2 separate regions of the Gossypium hirsutum genome follow, and region 1 is linked to region 2. A link is a contact called in public Hi-C data. All regions are on one chromosome and are shown on one strand. The core of a region is the stretch at or near the end of the contact, and the rest is flanking DNA. Distances in the headings are between cores, read along the strand shown. Region 1 holds the start of LOC107897574 (serine/threonine-protein kinase BLUS1). Region 2 holds the start of LOC107897578 (homeobox-leucine zipper protein HAT5-like).

Region 1 (4,163 bases), core at 810-3,309, 160 kb before region 2:
CTACTATTATCAGAAGGTTTTGGATATTTAGAACAGAAACAAATTTTCCTGCATTTCTAACACATTGTCAATTACATTATAAGAACAACCATAGCTTTTCATATTACTTGTCATATAATATACCTCAATGTGTATATTAATCAAATACGGTCAATAACTAATCAGCCTGGTCTCAGAAAATAAATTAGCCGAGGAAGTAGACAATAAAAGAAATAGTATAAAAATAAAACAAGAAGGGGCATTAGAAACCTTCACATCTCTGTGAATGTGCCCATGTGCATGAAGATAAACAAGAGCTTTAAGAACTTCACGCAATAAAGTAGCAATGACAGGCTCTTCAAAACCTTCAGGATAAGCAGATTTCATTATATGCAGGCAGGATCCCCCAGCCATGTATGGCATCACAACCCAAAGGCAGTGACCAGCAGTGAATGAGCAGTGTGCTGGTAAGAGATTAGGGTGATCAATCAAGCTCATGGTCTGCACTTCTCTGCGGATGCCATCCTGCATCACTCATGAACAAATCCCATTCATATGACAGAAATAATATGTTTGAAGTCAACATTTTATGCAGGGGGGTTGATGGAACTTATAAGATACATTTGTATGCAATACATATATATATATAAATACCAGATCATTATTGCACTTCTCCAAGTCAAGAACCTTGATAGCAACAATCTCATTAAGTGGAATGCATAAAGCTCTAAACACAGTGGCACTGACACCGTCTCCAACTTCTTCGTATAACTTGTAATCTTGTGCGCTGACTGGATATCGCTTCTCCAAAGGATGCTCCATTGTTTCATTTTATAGCATACCATTACCACCCTCTTTACTCCTAGATATCCCAATTGTCAAAAACAATATTTCAACTACATATTGAAGCATCAATCCAATGTGGGGTTTCTTCCAATTTGGGAGCATATTCTTCTCTTCTTTAGTGCACAGCAGTATCCAATGCTACTAACTTCATCAAGATAATTGCCTTACACAGTCCTTTTCCTCGGATTCAGAAATAGTTTAAACCCCTAAAACCTAGTAAATAACAAAAAAGGTCTTACATATTACACCAACTACTCTGTAATCAAACTATCAGATAGGACACCCAGAAAAGTGCTATAAATAAGTCATACCCAAAGCCAGCTGAAATTTGGGTGTAAACTAGCAAATAACCAAAATGTATGGGAAATAACAAGAGGAGGTAGTCTTAACCTGTAAAAAAGGCCGAAGAAAGAGAGTGTTGTTAATTCTTACTAGCACAAACACTTTTTCCAAACAATCCAATCAAAAACACATTTTTTTTTTTGGGAAACAAAGTACAGATATGAATAAAAGACAATTTAATTGTAATTCTAGCTAAATTAAAAAATAAACTTAAAAAGCACCAAAATGGTAACTACCACTACAAACTCAAATGAATTAACTGTCAGATATTAAAGTATTAATAAAATCACTCCAAGATTTCTACATTTCCACTACTTCACTAAAACTAAAGACAAATTCAAAAACAACTTCCCAAAAACATGAGCTAAAGTTATTCAACCCTAGGGTTTCAGTAGATTCAAATCACAACTAAATCTGAAAACATAATAAAAAATTGCATTAAAAAATGGAAGTTCCACCTACCACCTCTTTCATACGAGAGTTCTCTTTCCAGTTTTCAGCCTCAAATTTTGATTTCTTCGTCTTCAAAAACTCATTACGATATGAAACAAGAAATCACTTTACACACACCACGATTCGATTCGGCGATGACAATTATTGTCCCACAAATACCATCATTTAAATATTTTTTTAACAAAAAAAAACCTCTAAGTTTCAGTTTCTCGGATCGAATCTAATAACTTTCACGGTTTGCAAAGAAAGTACTTTTTTTTTCTTTAAGCTTAGAACAGAGTAAAAAAGAAAAAAAAAGAAGAAGAAGAAGAGAAGAGGAAGCTCAAGTTCGATGGAAATTAGAGTGGGACCCGGACAAGAGATATTGATGAGATTTTAGTATTTTTCTCTTAGTAGGTGAAAATATCGTTGTTGCGGCGGCGGATTGTAACTTATCGAGAAGGATAAGACATAAGAGAGGAAAGCGTAAGGTGTTTGACTCATCTCTCCACTTGCCATTCAATTATTTTCATTCGACATTTGATTTGACTTCATATTCCGAGATTTTTCAAAATCTCGTCTTGAAAACTTAAGATCTACTTTCAAAAAGTTGTCAACTATATATCAGAAGAAATAGGACAGAGTCAAGTACATATTAAAAGTGAATTAATTAAAATACACCCTACTTTTTAAATTTATTTAATAATAATTATAGGTAGAATAGTAAAATATTTATTTATAAATTTTAAAATATGTGTTTAATCTTTGGATTTATGATCTTTAGTGGTTTTAATTAAAATTATATAAAGTATGAAAAAAATTATATAATAAGTATAAATAATTACAAAATTAAAAAAAAAATTAAGAAGGAGTTTTTATGTAAGTCGTTAACCTAATTTCAATTTTTTAATAAAAAATGATTGATCCTACCTTAAAATTTGGTTTTTTAATTAAAAATATAAAATTGTGTAGAATTAAACTGGAAGGATGTAAATTTTGTTTAGAAAGTTATATTTTCAATCTCTTCCAAGTTTTGTTTCTTGGCTACCGCTTACATCTCTGTTTTGCCATATTGTTTTCCCTTTCTATTGATTTTCGACATAATAACTCTTCAGGTTGTTGCCGCTCACGTTTCTGTTTTGCCATGTTGTTTGTTTTTGGGCATAATAACTCAAGATCCTACCTTTTCACTTCTTTGTCGATATCAGGTTGTTAATGTCTTGGTGCTCCATGGATTCTCCTATGTTATTTCGTATCATTCAAACTTCTATTAAGGCCTCTGTTTTTAACAAATTTTGTTTCTTTCTTCTATTTGGTGAAGCCCTCTGCTCTTTTGGTGTTATGACGTTACCACCTCTCCAGGGTTTCACTAGACCAAAACTTTGACGGACTTTGGTATCATCACACCCGTTCTGCTTTTGGTGGTTGTAATTCTCAAGTTTCTAAGTTTTTTTTCAGTTTTGGCTTTTCCTCTGTTGGTGTTCTAGTCTATGTTTTGGTGGCTTCAGTGTCTTCTTTGGGATTTCCCACTAGCATGGCTCCATTGAAAGCGTGCATGTTATTGGGTTAGTCTCCGTTTAGTATTGGTTGTTGGAATTACTTTTGGACTAAAAAGCATTTTAAAGTAAAAATTTTAAAAAAAATTATTTTTATTTTTGACTAAAAAATACTTTTTTATTTTGAAAGTTTTTCTGAAAAAGAATGCTGGCCCAATGCTTTCTCCTTCTCCCTCCATGCTTGGCAACAACAGATATTGTTTCTAGGGTTTTGGGGGGATTGGGTTTGGCTAGGCTTACCCTTTCAACTTTGCTTGTGCTTTTTGAGCTTTAAAACTTTTATGTTGTAATTGGTTATATTTTTATCAATGATATCTTTCTCATTTGAGTATATATATAAAATACATTGTGAATATACAAAATACTAATCTATATATACATTACTAAATAAGTTGTTTTTTAGGAAGGTTTGTTAATATTTTATTAGTGTAACTTTAAAAAACGTTTAGCTAAGATATTAAAAAAATATTGGTATTAGGATTTTAATTTTAGAATAATTAAATTAAAATAAATTATAATGTTTATATTATAATGTTTTATAAGCATACATTTAGGCCTTTTAAATTTTTTAAAATTTTAAATTAGTAAAGGTAAAATTATATTTTAATCTCTTAAAAATGATAAATATTTTATTTAAATCTTTAAAAATTATAAAGAGACTATTCAAATGGTGAAATTAAATTTTTATTATTGTAAAAATTAAAATTTAATTTCGACCCCCTGAAAAAAAATTGTATTCACCCTTGATTTTTATGGTAAACTATTAAGATGGAAACTCAAGTTTGAAGGTACTCCTACTTTGGTCATTGAAATTTCTTTTGTTAATTTTGATACTCGTTAGCTCAATTAAAACCTCTAATCATTCCATCATTGATCATGGACAAAAAGTTGATGGGATGTATTGTACTATAGTTAAATATTGTTTCATTTATTATAATTTTCACCTATTAATAACATTTTCATGTATTTATTTTTTGGGTAAGGTTTGGGGTGTTAAAATATGTATTG
Region 2 (4,433 bases), core at 1,410-3,909:
TTTGTGTATGGAAATGCATCATACTAACAAGACAGTATGTATGTAGGGTATACAACTTTCTTTGGACAAAAAAGGCCATTAGCCATCCATTTTAAAAATACCAAGCCCTACCATGTGATTATGAACCATTTTCTTTTTCATTTCCATTTACCCTAGCGTTTTCTTTTTCTTTTTAATCTACTAGAGGAATCAATTGAAGATACCGTTCTCATTATTTGTTTCATTGAAATTATTATAACCCCTATATAAAAGAATTCTCAAAATTTCATCCTCTTCTCCAATTATAAACATACAATTCAATATTTAGTTGTTAAGTTATTTTAAAAAAAAACGAATATTCTTCTCCTCCTCCTCCTCCTCCTCCTCCTCCATCATCATCATCATCATCATCATTACAATATTGGGAGAGGAGAAGGGATGATTTAAGTGCCAGACGAGAACTCTAAATATTGCTCCAAATAAATCTTAGTTGATCACATTATTGATTTAGTAGTAAAACTTGTGTTGGTTCCAAGTTGATTGATGTTAAGTTTAGGGTTCGATTCCTATGTTTCCAAACTCATTTCCCTTTTCTCATTGTAATGTAATTGAGGAAAAAAAGAAATGATATACAAAACAATTAAAAAGAAGTTAAAAATAAAACAGAGATATTATTTAATGCACTGTGGACACATAAATTTCATGCATCATCAATCAACCACATTAAACTATCTCATCAATGAGTAAAAGAAAAAAGTATTTAATAACTTATAAATAAATATTACTTAATTTAAGTAATATAATTAAAATGAATTAAATTTGTTATTTTCTCCTCTCTTAAAAGAAAACTTCTTTTTTAAAATTCTGAAAAAAATGTATAAGTTTATTATTCTCTCCTCTCCCTCTCAATACATAGAAAACTTAAATCAAACTAACACATCTCCCTCTTTCTCTTGCTATTTGGGAAATTTATTTATTTATTTAAAAAAATCTTAGATAAATCTTTGGTCTAAACACAATTTTGAAGAGGAAAAATAAATAGATTGCATAATAGTTAATAGACAATAATAAGTTCAATAAAGTAAATGGTTAGTTTGATGTAAGTTTTTTCAACAAAATCTGTCAATATATTTGAGGAGACGAAAGAATAAAATGAGAGGGAGATGAGAAAATAGTAAATTTATATGTTTCTTTTTTTACTATTTTAAAGAAGTTTTTATATAGGTTTTTTACATAAATAATATAAAAGAAATAGTTAATTAATTTTTTTTTGGAAAATAGATTAATTACGAAAATAAACATTTGCTACAGTGTTATGAAAGGTGCCCTTAACATATTGGCGGCACCAAACTAAAATGTGATGACCTAAAATATTTAAGGACTTGTTCTGCAAATTTACCGTAATTAATTATATTTATATAGGAGATAAAAATAATAATAAATTTAAATGGTTTTAATATATTTAAATAAAATTTCTTCATCTCATTGATGATGTGATTTATTGATTAATATTATCCTAATAAAATAAAGATAAAGATAAAGATATATATAATTCCACATGTATTGGTAATATTTTTAATTTTACTTTTCAGCTATGAGTGCCCGAAAAGGAAAAAAAACCTAATATACACACATTCTTTTCTACTTTCCTTATTCATAATCATAACCATGCAAATAATAGTAAGAACGAGGAAATTATCATTCTTTAGAGAATATAGTAATTAAAGCAGGTTATATCTTAATTTAATTCATATCAATTCTTATTATAGACTTTTGAAAGTTGGATTATTGCTTAATTCCATTTTCAGGGGTTATCCTCTATTTTAGGATTCAAGGATTAAGAAGAAAAGAAATACAGGCAAAATCACAGCCGTTAATAGCAGTGGAATATGATTTTAGTCAACTAGATCCGACAGTTCCCCGACCGCTAAACATGGGACCTATGCAACACTCTGGCACAAATTACTATGCTCCCAAGATCACATCACGTCTGTCAAAATAAAAACATTAGAAAAATTCCAACGGTCAAGATCTATTCAACACCAATTACATCCCCAGCGCAAGTTAGTGAAGCCCACCAGCAGGTCAAGAAAATACTGCTTCAGATTACCAAAAACGCCCTTCCTTTTGAAATAAAAAGAATCTTTGAAAGGGTATTTCAGTCCTTTCAACATACAAGCATCAAATATATAAATCATCCTATGCCTCATCTCGACGAACCTTTAGCTACAAAAACAATTAGAAGCGACACAAAACATTTCTTTTTCTTCTTCTTCTTCGTAGCTAAAGCTTCTTCTGTCTGAGAGCCTTGAAATTTGCTTTCCTATTAGATTTCTTTTTCTTCTTTGATTACAGTAAACAGTAAGTGGGAAGTGTAATGGGATTTTGTATTTGTCCATTGGAGACTCCAGCAAGGTTGTTGTGGACAACTAGCTTCTTTCGCCACAAGCTAATGATCTTTTAATTTTTATGTAAAAGTAAAACACAGAAATTATCTGTGTACAATCTTTGCTTTTCTTCTTTTACAGCAATTTTTTGTGTCTTTTTACTCGCCGGAAAGTTTTAGGCACAAAAATATTACACACATACACAAAGTTTTAAGATATAGAAAGACAAATTTGTATAAAGAAAATGGAGTCTGGCCGTCTTTTTTTCAATCCCTCCACTACCCACCGCAACATGTTGCTTCTCGGGAACACTGAACCCATCTTTCGAGGTGATTTTTTTTATTTAAGCTATTTTCATATAGTTGATCTCAAATGTTTCTGTTGCTCTTAAGCTTGTGGAAAACAATCTCGGTTCGGATTTTAAATAGATTTTCTTTTTTTACACACATACATATAAAGGGGCAAGAACAATGGTTAGCATGGAGGAAAACCCAAAGAAGCGACTGTTCTTCAGCTCGCCGGAGGATTTGTACGACGAAGAGTACTACGACGAGCAGTTGCCCGAGAAAAAGCGTCGCCTTACGTCGGAGCAGGTTAGTCAATGATAATCTCACAAGGACAAACAAATATATATGGAACATGAAATTTAATCCACCGATTAACTTATATAATTACTATTAAAACATGATATTCAGATGGAATACAATAGAGATTTCAATCCTAGATTTAATTTCAGTTTTGTAAAAGGATAGGCTATATGTTTAAAGGGGAAAATAAAGCATATGATACCCGTAGGAACATAATTCCACCATATTTAAAAAAAAAAAAAAGAAGGATTTGATAAATATTCACCATATCAGAATCAAATTCCCTTGATATTAGTCTGAGATCATAGGGAATCAAATAAACTTGAAATAAAAAGGGGTTTGGGGGTTTAGAGATGGAAGGAAATTGATAAGTGTGATTGGATGTGAAGGTGTATCTGCTAGAGAAGAGCTTTGAGGCAGAGAACAAGCTGGAGCCGGAGAGGAAGAGCCAGTTGGCCAAAAAGTTAGGACTGCAACCAAGGCAGGTGGCGGTATGGTTCCAGAACCGCCGTGCAAGGTGGAAGACAAAGCAGCTTGAAAGGGACTATGACCTCCTCAAATCTTCCTTTGATTCCCTTCAGTCCAATTATGACACTATTCTCAAAGAAAATGAGAAGCTCAAATCTGAGGTACTTGCCCACTTTCAACTCATTCATGTCTTACATTATTTCTAACCATGTTACTTGCCACTTACTAATTTTCCTTTTCCAAATATATTATTAATATATTGACACCTGGCCCTGGCTGGTAAATGGAGATTCCATATTTTTCTAATTCAAAAAACATGCGTTAGTGTAGTAATGTAAACCGCATCTATTCCTAACCCCACATTGATTTTCAGCGACGGATTTCAAAAGCAAACTGAAAGAAGAATATACCATGGTGCTTTCAGAAATATGCTTAGGATTCCCCCACTAAAGATTAAAAAAATGGTTATATGTGTATATATTTTACAACCCAAAAGACTAATCACCACGGTAGCAACATTGACATATACATATTAATATAGATAATGTTGATTGTCCTATGTAGGTAGCTTCCTTGACTGAAAAACTACAAGCCAAAGATGTGGCAACAGAAGCAATAGCAGGTGAAAAGGATGAAGGGTTAGCAGCTGAGATGGCCTCCGCCCTCCAATTCAGTATGAAGGTGGAGGACCGTCTTAGTAGCGGCAGTGTCGGAAGCGCGGTGGTGGATGAGGATGCCCCACAGCTGGTGGACAGCGGCAATTCCTACTTTCCAAGCGATGAATACTCCAGAGGCATTGGCCCTTTCGATGGGGTTCAGTCGGAAGATGAGGATGGCAGTGATAATTGCGGGAGTTACTTCTCCGATGTGTTCGCAACCACAGAGCAGGAGGCATTAGGATTGTGGGCCTGGTCTTAACCTAAAGGATCCTGCAAAAAAATATCTCTCTAGTGTTTCATGCTATGGATGTCATGCGTTGAATCAAGACAACAGTTGAAAATAACCAAAAATA

The links. Hi-C and Micro-C count contacts between places; a contact is called where the count stands out from the background.
Region 1: a contact with region 2 is called in a Hi-C map of hypocotyl, with 3 times the contacts expected there. The contact joins the promoter of LOC107897574 here to the promoter of LOC107897578 in region 2. A contact is called at or near these places in 6 of 34 Hi-C or Micro-C datasets (anther, callus, hypocotyl and 2 more).

The regions. Positions count from the first base shown.
Region 1 is chrA10:21,418,736-21,422,898 of Gossypium_hirsutum_v2.1, reverse strand. LOC107897574 (serine/threonine-protein kinase BLUS1) reads right to left here and starts at 2,059. Exons shown (of 22, transcript XM_041078971.1): 1 at 1,630-2,059; 2 at 1,137-1,215; 3 at 634-1,038; 4 at 250-504. The coding sequence starts at 801.
Region 2 is chrA10:21,257,938-21,262,370 of Gossypium_hirsutum_v2.1, reverse strand. It overlaps LOC107897578 (homeobox-leucine zipper protein HAT5-like), which reads left to right and starts at 2,659. Exons shown (of 4, transcript NM_001326850.1): 1 at 2,659-2,695; 2 at 2,826-2,959; 3 at 3,343-3,582; 4 at 3,986-4,339. The coding sequence starts at 2,659. The coding sequence ends at 4,339.